Linked DNA regions of Zea mays: region 1 is linked to region 2. Evidence: chromatin contacts called from public Hi-C data. All regions are on one chromosome and are shown on one strand. The core of a region is the stretch at or near the end of the contact, and the rest is flanking DNA. Distances in the headings are between cores, read along the strand shown.

What was found. A called contact is a pair of places that touch in the nucleus more often than the background predicts.
Region 1: a contact with region 2 is called in a Hi-C map of tassel, with 4 times the contacts expected there. The contact joins two enhancer-like sites. A contact is called at or near these places in 2 of 25 Hi-C or Micro-C datasets (ear and tassel).

What each region holds. Positions count from the first base shown.
Region 1 is chr8:2,047,841-2,053,394 of Zm-B73-REFERENCE-NAM-5.0, forward strand. LOC100281620 (sialin) reads right to left here. Exons shown (of 10, transcript NM_001370725.1): 9 at 5,463-5,547; 10 at 4,849-5,372. The coding sequence ends at 5,275. Among protein-coding and RNA genes, the nearest start is that of LOC100281620, 6.3 kb to the right of the region's middle. Within about 2 kb of position 3,356, at least 12 of the 20 cell types and tissues checked have an H3K27ac peak or open chromatin away from gene starts, as enhancers often do. A contact at or near this core is called in tassel, where this site is marked.
Region 2 is chr8:1,753,798-1,759,031 of Zm-B73-REFERENCE-NAM-5.0, forward strand. It overlaps LOC100383446 (Coatomer subunit beta), which reads left to right. Exons shown (of 4, transcript NM_001176096.2): 3 at 211-296; 4 at 762-1,390. The coding sequence ends at 966. Among protein-coding and RNA genes, the nearest start is that of LOC100383446, 7.2 kb to the left of the region's middle. Within about 2 kb of position 1,559, at least 13 of the 20 cell types and tissues checked have an H3K27ac peak or open chromatin away from gene starts, as enhancers often do. A contact at or near this core is called in tassel, where this site is marked.

The DNA of each region.
Region 1 (5,554 bases), core at 2,106-4,605, 300 kb after region 2:
CCGAGCAAAAGGCCGAAGCGCGATTCATCTCGCCCGAGATGGATCACGCAGAGATCGACAATTGGAAACCGGCGATCGAGAAGCGTCTCGGCAATCTGTCCCTGGAGATGTCGCGCGCGAACAAGTTCATGGAACACGAATCCATGGCGCAGGACTGCTTCAAGCCGGGCCTCCTTCCTACGGACATGTCGTCGTTCGGACGCGCAACTGCTCCACATCATTCCGCCGACGAGCCTAATGGCAACCACATGGAATTCCATCACCGGGAGCGTGAGTTCGATCGGATTCCGATCCCAACTCACGGCCCGGTCAAGGGCATGTACTACGACACCTCTCAACGGATCGATCCTGATTCTTATCCATTGTCGTATGCTGCTATGGAGGGTGGTCGTTCGGGTCATGGCAAATTGCCCCACATTAACTTTCCTCAATTCGATGGCGACAACCCCCAGTTGTGGAAGTCACACTGTGAAAAATATTTTGATATGTATGATGTCGATCCAGCCATGTGGATCAAAGTAGCCACTATGCACTTCACGGGTCGTGCTGCGTGTTGGTTGCAATCAGCTGAACGACGCGTACGCCAGTTACCTTGGCTAGTGTTTTGCGCTGAAGTCCTCGCTAGATTTGGCCGCGACCAGCATGAATCTTTGATTTGCAAGTTATTTCATATTAGACAGTCAGGATCGGTGGTCGAGTACGTAGAGCAGTTTTCCACACTAGTAGATCAATTGTCGGCGTATGAAGCTAATGCTGATCATTTGTATTATACTATGAAATTTGTCGATGGTTTACGGGATGACATTAAATCTGTTATTATGGTTCAGCGACCACGAAACTTGGATACTGCTTGTTCCCTTGCCTTGGTGCAGGAAGAGGTGGCATTGTCCCGACGTGGCAATCGCCAGGATGCTGCTGTATACAAGGGATTTTTGAAGACACCTTCATCCTCACACAAAGACGCTGAGCCTGCCAAGACTAATATACCTGATGACCGTGTGACTGCTTTGAGGCGTTTTCGGCGCGCTAAGGGTCTTTGTGAGAAGTGTGCAGAAAAGTGGAGTTATGGACACAAATGTGGAGCGGCAGCTTAGTTGAATGCAATGGAGGAAGTGTGGAAATTATGTGTTGATGAGGAGTGCCCATCACCTGTGGAGGAGCCTATTGAAGTTCAATCTGAACAACTCTTCATGTCTATTTCTCAATCAGCTTGGTCAGGTTCCACGCATCATCAGACACTGAAATTTCAAGGATGTATTCAGCAACAGTCGTTACTCATCCTTCTGGACAGTGGCAGTTCACATACATTTCTCAGTGATAAATTGCTACCTGTTCTGCAAGGAGTCCAACCTGTGTCTCGTGCTTTCCAAGTGCAAGTGGCTAATGGTTCTGTTGTGTCTTGTCAGCATCAACTATTAAGAGCATCCTGGACAATACAAGGCTGTGAATTCGTGTCTGATATGATATTTCTGCCCCTACCGTGTTATGACATGGTACTAGGCATGGATTGGTTGGCATCTTTTAGTCCTATGCGAGTGGATTGGGAACAGAAATGGTTGGCTATTCCCTTCCAAGGATCTACTATGGTGCTACATGGTCAGTCATCCGGAATTCCTAGCTGCACTGTGGTGGAACTCTGTGTGTTGAATACTGCTACGGCACCAATGACTCAGTCAGTTTTGCATCCCCAAATTCACGACATTCTCATTCAGTTCGCTACAGTTTTTGAAGATCCAACAGAGCTGCCTCCTAGTAGGGAATGTGATCACACAATTCCCCTCATACCGGGTGCACAACCAATTTCAGTCAAACCATATCGGTATCCCCCCAAACTCAAAGACGAAATTGAGAAGCAAGTCGAGGAGATGCTGCATCAAGGGGTGATTCAAAAGAGTACTAGTGCTTTTGCCTCGCCAGTATTATTGGTCAAGAAAAAAGACAACACTTGGAGATTCTGTGTGGATTACCGCTATTTGAATGCCTTGACAGTTAAGAGCAAGTATCCAGTTCCGGTTTTTGATCAGTTCATGGATGAATTAACTCATGCTAAATGGTTTAGCAAGTTGGATCTCAAAGCGGGATACCACCAAATCCGGTTGCAAGTTGGCGAGGAACATAAAACAGCTTTTCAAACTCATATGGGACATTTTGAATTTCGTGTCATGGCTTTCGGTTTTTGCAGTGGGTGAGTGGGTGTATCTCAAGCTTCAACCCTATATCCAGTCATCAGTCGCCACTCGATCTAACAACAAACTGTGTTTCAAGTTTTTCGGCCCATTTCAGATTCTGGAACGCGTGGACAGTGTGGCATATCGCCTTCAGTTGCCAGTGGGCAGTTCAATTCATCCTGTTTTCCATGTTTCCCAGCTGAAACGTGCTGTTGGTCGGGATGCTACGCTCATTCCTCAGTTACCGCAGGATGTTGCTCCTGTGCAGGTTCCTATGAAGTTGCTGCAACGTCGTATGGTGGAGCGTGGCGGTACACTGATCGCTCAAGTAAAAGTGGCTTGGTCCGGCATGGCGGACGAACTGGCGACATGGGAGGATGCCGACGCATTGAAAGCTCAGTTCCCGGATGCTCCAGCTTGGGGACAAGTTGTGTCTGAAGGTGGGGGGAATGTTAGCAGCAACCAGAGGAGGCACGCTGTGGACGCCAAAAAGAGAAGTGTTGAGGAGAAGAAGCATGGCGGGAGGCCGGAAATGCTGAAGCGCCAAAGGAAGCCAAACTCCAGAGTAATTGGGCCACAGTGGGTCAAGTGATCCGGCCTTGTAATCGAATGGTAGCCCAAGTAAGAACGAGAGGAAGCAGTCGACGTATATAAACACCTGGATACGGTGCCTGGAAAACCTAAGAAGAAATTAAACAAACACCTTACCTGCCGTATCTCTCTGTTCTTCCTCTTCCGTTTGCCCCTCTCTGCTTCTTCCCCACGCCAGCTGCTAACACAAAACGGCTCTTCCATTCCTCTGTGTTTCACTCCCAGTTGCCAGCTCCCGGCTCTACCTCGTCGGTAATGGATCCTCCACCGTCGGACCCGACGTTGTTTGTCCAACCCCACGAGTTCGTCGCCAACCTCCATGGTGAACTCCACAGAGCAGGCAGTGGGCGGCTGGCCGCAGTAGCACGCGTCGCGGCTTGCTATTCGCGCATCTTGTTGCTCTCGTATGTCGAGCGTCATCAGCCAACCTGGTGTGCGCCGTCCATCTTGTTCCTACTTCCTCCAAAGAAAGAAACCGAAGAAGGATGCGAGTAGCACAAATGCGATTGGGATGGTGGCGGTGTAGATGGCCGCGGCCCGCGGGGCTGGACTTGGACGGCGTGGGGAAGGGGACAAGAGGCCAAGTCCAAGAGCGCAGGTGGCGGTGGTTTGGTAGGTGGGGCCGGCCGACGGAGTTGGAGATGTCAGCGGCGTAGAGGACAGAGGTAGAAGGAGGAGCCCGACTTGTTATCGTTGGCCACAGTGCTGGTGAGGTGCACGATGGTGGCGATGTCGGCGCTGTAACAGAGCGCGCAGGTCGCCTGTGAGGCGAGGTCGGGGCCGCAGGCCTGCAGGAAGAGTTGAGGGACTGGGCGGACCAACGGAGTCGTTCCCGACGGCGGCCACGAACTCCGTAGCGGTGGAGACGCCTGCGCAGTAGGACGAGGTGATGACAAACTGGCTGAGGTCCGGCCGTCCGGGCGGGAAGGATTCCGCCATCAAGGAGGAACCTAAGAGGCTCGCTGGCGCTGTGGAGATGAGGTTCGTGAAGCTCTCAATGCAGGCCGTAGAGAGGCCGCCACGGACAAGAGGCGAAAGTCTGCTGCAGGCCTTGAGGCCTTCGCGGAGCCAGAGCCGCCGACGTCCTCCTCCTTGTCATCGGAGGACACCGGCCTCCCAGAGTCCCAGTAGCCCCGGCCTGCTGCCATGCCTGCCCAGTGCAGCAGCAAACCGTCGAGCACCTTGCGCGGCAAGTCCGGCGTGGAGTAACGGGGTGTTCTTCAACGGTATCTTAGGGGCACCTTCGTCCTCTCTGGCAATGTCAACGAGCAGATACGGTTGATGGCTGTTTAGAGCAGTTAAAAATTACGAGGATAGCAAAAGAACAAAGAGACGACTCCGCTCTCTTTCGGCCGGTGGTCGACGACGCTTGGACCGGCTTGCCTTTTCACCTTTCTCTGTTCCATCTTCCTCTCTGTGTCCGGCGACTGGTGCACGACCGGCTTCGGCCACTGTCTCTGTCTGCACCATGACCGGTTCCTGACATTTGTGTGAACGAAACTGACCACTCATGCTATAATATTTCAACAAAAAAATGTGATTAAAATTAACATAAAATTAGTGTCTATTAACATGCAATTAGTATCTGTTAAATAATTTTACCACAGAATTAGTATTTGTTAATAGATTTTTCATTTATTTGACATTTTTTTAACTCAGGCAACAAATATTCGTGTAAGAAAGCAAACAACATCTCACTTGAGAACCAGGTTGGACACGTAGTGACAACCAAACACCATATGTTACATGCAACAAGTTGAACCCAAGCTCACAGATACAAGCCTGACTCAGTCATACAAGCAACCAAACGCCCCTTATTGGGTGAACTGTACTACATCTTTAAGCAACTCAATTCCTACGGTCAAACTCAAACATTTGAGGTTGAACTTCACTTCATCTTTAAAGAAATACCAAACAACGATACAGATATTGTAACAATTTGGCATATAGTTTGAAAACTTAAATTTCCTCCGCGATGTCCTGAGATTGAGGGAAAAAATAGCTTAATTTTTTTCCTTAATCATCAGGAATCCAGATAGGATTTAAGTTTTCAAACTACCCCTAAAGACTCAGTCCGCAAATGGATAAATATTCACCAAATGTTTGCATTAGTAGTACCCCCATCCCCAGGTTTCCTTGTTTTTATCTACGTCGGGCTGTTACAGGAACAAACTATTCAAGAGGGAAAAATTGTACAAGTAAAAAAAAAACTACTCTGTATGACGAATCTTTCTACCATGCTGTACATGATACCTATGCTCAACACAATATACAGTGGCATGCTCGGAACGGGTGCATCGCTCAACTCATCCATAATTCCATATGCTTCAAATCGTCTCTACCAGAGCAACATCACAACCAGGCAATTTAATATCCGGGATGTTAAGGTTGATACTTCTCGTGCTGCGCGATGACACATTTGTTATCTTGAAGTGTATTATGTCCAGGGGTCAAGTTGTCGATCCGAAATGAGTTTGTCACTACGAACTGTAAGCATACTGTGTACATACACCCTTCAATCAAGAATCTTCTCGCCAGTTGAGAATACATTCCATACCAAAGTCCCTACCAGATAAAGCACTACTGATAACTCGAATACGTTGTCCCAAGAACCTGCATTTTTTAGGTGGAGTTCATCAAGCGAGTTGGGTTTTAAAAATTGGTTGCTAGTGTGCAAGGTACGAGAGTGATATTAGGACATACCATGCTGCAAGATGTATCCTGTTGCTGCTGTGCCAAATACACCCGCTAAGACCCCAGCCGTGTTGGAAAGACCAAGCAGTACACCCTGAAAC
Region 2 (5,234 bases), core at 309-2,808:
AACAGCCACATATGATTGTTGCTCCATATTTTTGTGCACCATGTTGAATTTGATATATTCAGTTGCTGTGTATTGGTATTGACCTGCCCTGTTGAATCTGTATTTCATTATTATTTTTTTCTGCCATGCTCCTTTCTGTTATGTCTGGTTAAACCTTATTTGTGATTGGTTTCACTTCTTTTGCTAAGATTATTGTTTCTTGTTTATCAGGTGGCTGTGAATACTGTGATTCAGGATGAGAAGGAATTCTTGAATCACATTATCAAGTCAACGAACATGAAATGTCTGACACCACCGTAAGTCATTCAAAAAAACTGGCCATTCATGTTGATCTGCGGATGAATTTATTACTTCACTATATTGTTAATTTTATCTATATTAGCTTAGGCATGTAGATCTGTGTTCATTCTTGAACCCATAACCATGAATATGACTAGTAACTAGTTAACTCATGCATGTCAGAGTGCATATGAAAATTTCCAGAGGTTAGATTCTTCAACTACTGTCCTGAAATTCGCAGGCTAGTCTAGTACCAATCTAGTTTTATTTCAACGCAATGATAGTTTTATTTCCCCAAATTAGCTAGGGATGGACTTTATGTTTTTGTGCAATTAGATGATGAATGAATTAATTTAGTTAACTAAAATTGGTATAAGTTTTGCCTTCTAGACTTGAGGGGATGGACATGGTGTATTGGGTGAATTTCTGTCGAAATATTTGCTTGTCCTCTGAAGTTGTAACCCTTCTTCATTCGTCACCAGGTCTGCACTGGATGGGGAATGTGGTTTCCTTGCTGCTAACCTTTATGCAAAGAGTGTGTTTGGCGAGGACGCTTTGGTGAACATCAGCATTGAGAAGCAACATGACGGCAAGCTCAGTGGCTACATTCGAATAAGGAGCAAGACCCAGGGAATTGCACTCAGCTTAGGGGACAAGATCACTCTCAAGCAGAAAGGTGGCAGTTAACTGTGACAAGTAATCGCAGTTGTATCATCATTTTTCGCATTTAGGAAATCCACGTGCCAGAGAGAGACCAGTGCCGTGGCATTGAACTGAGTATAAATGCTTTTTTGTACAAAAGGATCGATCAAGGAGAGAGATAAGAGGACAGTTATGAGGAAGTCACGAAGTTGTCGGTCGAAGATATATGTTGCTGTAGTAACGAAGCTGTTCCAAACTTCCTTGAAATAGTTGTGAAGTTTATGTTGATTTCTCGACAGGTAGTTCAATTGTGATCTTGTACTACTATTATGAATCCCTCTTGTTTTAATGTTTTATTTGCCTTTATTTTAGTTGTCTGGACTTGGAAACAGAAGCTTGGAGGCGGTGTTGTCACGTTATTTTTGTAGAGATGAATTGGAGCTCATTTTCTGTTGCATATAGATTTGCCAATTGTGTTAGGGTACTTTTATGGTGTTTATTTAAGAAATGAGGTAGTCCATTATCTTTTTACTCAGTTTCTTTGGTTTGTGGAATAAATTGACGATGAGACCCCCTAGAACTTCTTCCCTACTACTACATTACTAGGGCCTAGGCAGTGATCATGATATGGTTGATTGCGTGGTGACGTCTGACACTGCATGCGTTTATTCAAAGGAAGCAGGCGGCAGGCATGCTGTGCAGGCGCAGCCGCCAAAAATATAATAAGGGAGAAAAAGGCAGCCGGGTTATTGATGAAAGCCGAAAGACACGCAAGATTTAGAATACGTGTCACCCCTCGGCGCAATTCGAGCCACATTTCTTGGCCTGTAGACAAAACCCCTGCCACCATTCCCGCTTGAAAAGCCCGGCAAATCTGCGCGAGTTTTGGCGATTGCATTCCGGCGGGAATTTCTCTAGATTCATATTCGTATACTGTACACAACAGATGGCAGCAGAGAGCTTGCCCAAGCAGCAAGTCGCGTAGCTCCATCGCAAATGCAAGAGGTACTCTTTGCATTCCTCATCGTTCCCTGGTCAGAGCCTCAAGGTCTCTGTGGGACTAGAGTTGCAATCATTGGATGCATGCATTGCATTCCAATGCAATGCAAATGGATTATATTGCGGTCAAAATCGAGGCCACTTCCCACCATTTCTTGCTGCTACACCTCCCTCCGCTCCTCCCTCTCCCTCTCTCTATATATATAGACAGATAGAGATAGAGAGGCATACAAGTGAAGTGAGCCAGTCACAAACAATTCCAGTTCCATTACATCCCGCGCCGCGCCACGCCAAGCCAAACCAAAACAACGTTTGCAGGACGCGGACAGCGGACATGGAAGACCTCGCCGCCTCGCTCACGCCTTACCCGCACAGCGCGCCGCTCTACCTGCTCTACGACGCCACTAGTATCGCCAACGCCAGCCGCGGGCTAGCGCCGCCGCCGCTCCTGGGCGACGGCGACGACGACGACGGCGGCTTCGAGTTCGCCACGACGACGACGCTTCTTAACGGCGGCGGCGCGGCGCTGCGCGCGTGCGCCAGCGACGTGTCGGCGGCGGCCTTCGCGGGCGAGCTGTTCCCGCTGAGCCTGCCGCCGCGGCTGCAGCGGCGGCCCGCGCGCTCGGCGGGGGCCTCGGCCGCGACGTCGCCCACGCCGTCGGCCGCGGCGCTGCAGGCCGGATGCAGGAAGCACAGGGGCTTCGACCCGTTCGCGGCGGCGCTGGAGAAGGTGCGCAGCGACGGCGGCGCGCCGCGCGCGAGGTCGCTCTCTCCGCCGCCGCTGCCGCTGCGTGGCGCTGCAGCACAAACGGACAGCAGCGAGTCGCGCGCCGCGGCGAGGAAGGGCGGCCGCGGTATCAGGCACCTGCTGTGCAGGGCCTTGATGGCCAGCACCGCTGCGGCGCCCAAGGCCCTGTGGCCGCGTAGGAAAGACGGCGGCGTGTCTTACCGTACAGGTCTGCTGGTCTGCCTCGGATATGGCGTGTGATCGAGTGGGAGGAGCCGCCGCCGCGTCCGTCGTGCGTGCCTCTGCCTCTACGGTCTCTCGGCTTGGAAATCTCTCCGCCCACCTTTAGTTGTCAGGAAGGACTACAACATAGCGCATAAAAATGTAATATTTGGATGGTTTGTGACAAAGCATGTGATCGCTATCAAAATCTTGTGCCATATGCTGCATTTGTTTTTGCGACGAGGATGGGACGGAATGGCTTTGCGCGGATTTGATTTTAGTGGACGGTCGTTTTCGTTTGCTTGAGAGGACAGAGCTATGTTAGCTATCAGGATCTTAGCTACTAGTTTTCTAAAAACTAGAACCATAGGTGCTCCGTTAACTCATACCGACTACATGTTTTCTAAAAACGCTAGGTGAAATCAAATCCTTTTAGTGAGCAGATCCATAAATATTTGCTCCATATTTATGTGCTCAAGTTTAGTTATTTGATCCTAGACTTTCTCCTTTACAATATAATACTTAATTTCATTATTTTTTGGTAGTGGTGCTTGGCTTACTGTTATAGAAGTAAAATACTACTAGTTTATTATCACATTATAACTTTAGTAGTTTATTATGTTGTTTGCCACTTTTAAACTGGGTACAAATTTCTGTAGTTGCATAGCCTGTCCCATGACCTTATAATATGCAACAAACTCTCCATACATTGCCGCTGATGCAGTCATAGTTTGTTTTGAGCTTTTCCATGATATTGTTCCTCCTATAGTCTAAATATGTAATTTAGACTTTTTATATTCTTCATACTACATAATCTAAATCTGGGTATCCTATAATCTCAACGATACACGATTTTCTATATGTTAACATGATGCCTTTTGTACCTTACAAACATCACAAGTCTTTCTTAATAGATTTCTAGTGTTTTATCCTTAGATTCTTCTAAAACATGCCGAGCATCCCGGTTATGAATGCCGAGTCATGGTAAGTACATATTTGAGCATACATCATTCTTCTAACAGTTGAAGAGTATGGTGCTGATTTCATTCGATTGATCACATATTGGTTCCTAGGGCCCAGATCATTCCCCAACTTACCTCCCTTAACTACTGGAGCAGGTCTGCAATTACACACATACCGAGTTCATGAAACTCAATCATCTATGATGATTATCCCAACATGAGCACCAATCTGAAGCTAAGTTGAACATAGACTTGACTTATACCTGATTCGAGTTTCATCCATACATTAATACAACTGGAATATTCATATTATATAATGATACCAAGTGTGCCAATAAAGTTTTACAATGTTCCACTTAGCTATAATATAGAGAAGCACTAAGGAAGAGGCTCTATCTGGTCAACTATCTCAAATGTATCTAGTTTGGTTTCTTTCAGTAGATTTCCAAATTCGCATCCCTCATGGCCTCACGAAGACGCTGGCGGATCTCCAAACCGTTTGGCTTTGTCGGGCAGATCAACATGTCCTCGAGCTCATCCGACGACACCATCTAGAAAAGAGGAATGTGGTAGGCCACGAGTGTGATTGGAAGCTCCCCTAAAGACTTAGGGGCTACTGTTGAAGATAAAGCAATATAGGTTACATGTAAAACCCAAATAAAATATGAGGAAGAGGTAAACTCCCAGACATAGAAATCAAACCAACGATTCTGTCTCACTCGACCCCAACCTCTTAGGGTCGGGGTGCAACATGGGATCCAAGAAACTCTGCGTTGCCTTAGCCTAGACATCGAGAGCGTGATCGACTCCCTCGATCCAATAGAGGTGTTATAATACACGATGGTTACTCCCCGAGACATGCGAAAGTGTTAAGCCCTGACATGAGAGTAACCTGATTGACAAACGTAATGTATAGGAACCGGGCATGCGGTCATTGACGCAAAGGACATGTCGATTGACCATTCGAGAAAGACATATCGACTAAGTATGGGGAGGCCATGCCACGACCACCCACGACCCAAAAGGATTAATCTGCAGGGCAAGATCGGATTTAACAATATCGCGTGCTACCACAACAACACAACAGGAGGAGAGCACTAGGAACTCTTTTCACTCAAGGACGAAGGTCACCAACAAAACAATAGGTCAAAGCCTTGCTCCGTCCAGGTGGGCGTGTAACATGATCCCCTCCTCCTTGGGATATAAAAGGAGAAGGGAACTTTCAAAGAAGGGGGCGATCACGATAGCGCCTGCTTGTAACTCCACGAAACACTTCACTTCCGACACTAGAGGCCCGAGCCTCGAGCTCCCCCTCGACCAAGCTTTGTATTCCCCCTTATACAAACATTGGTGCAGGGTACACAAATACCCAATGCACATAGGTACATTTGTCACCCAAACCA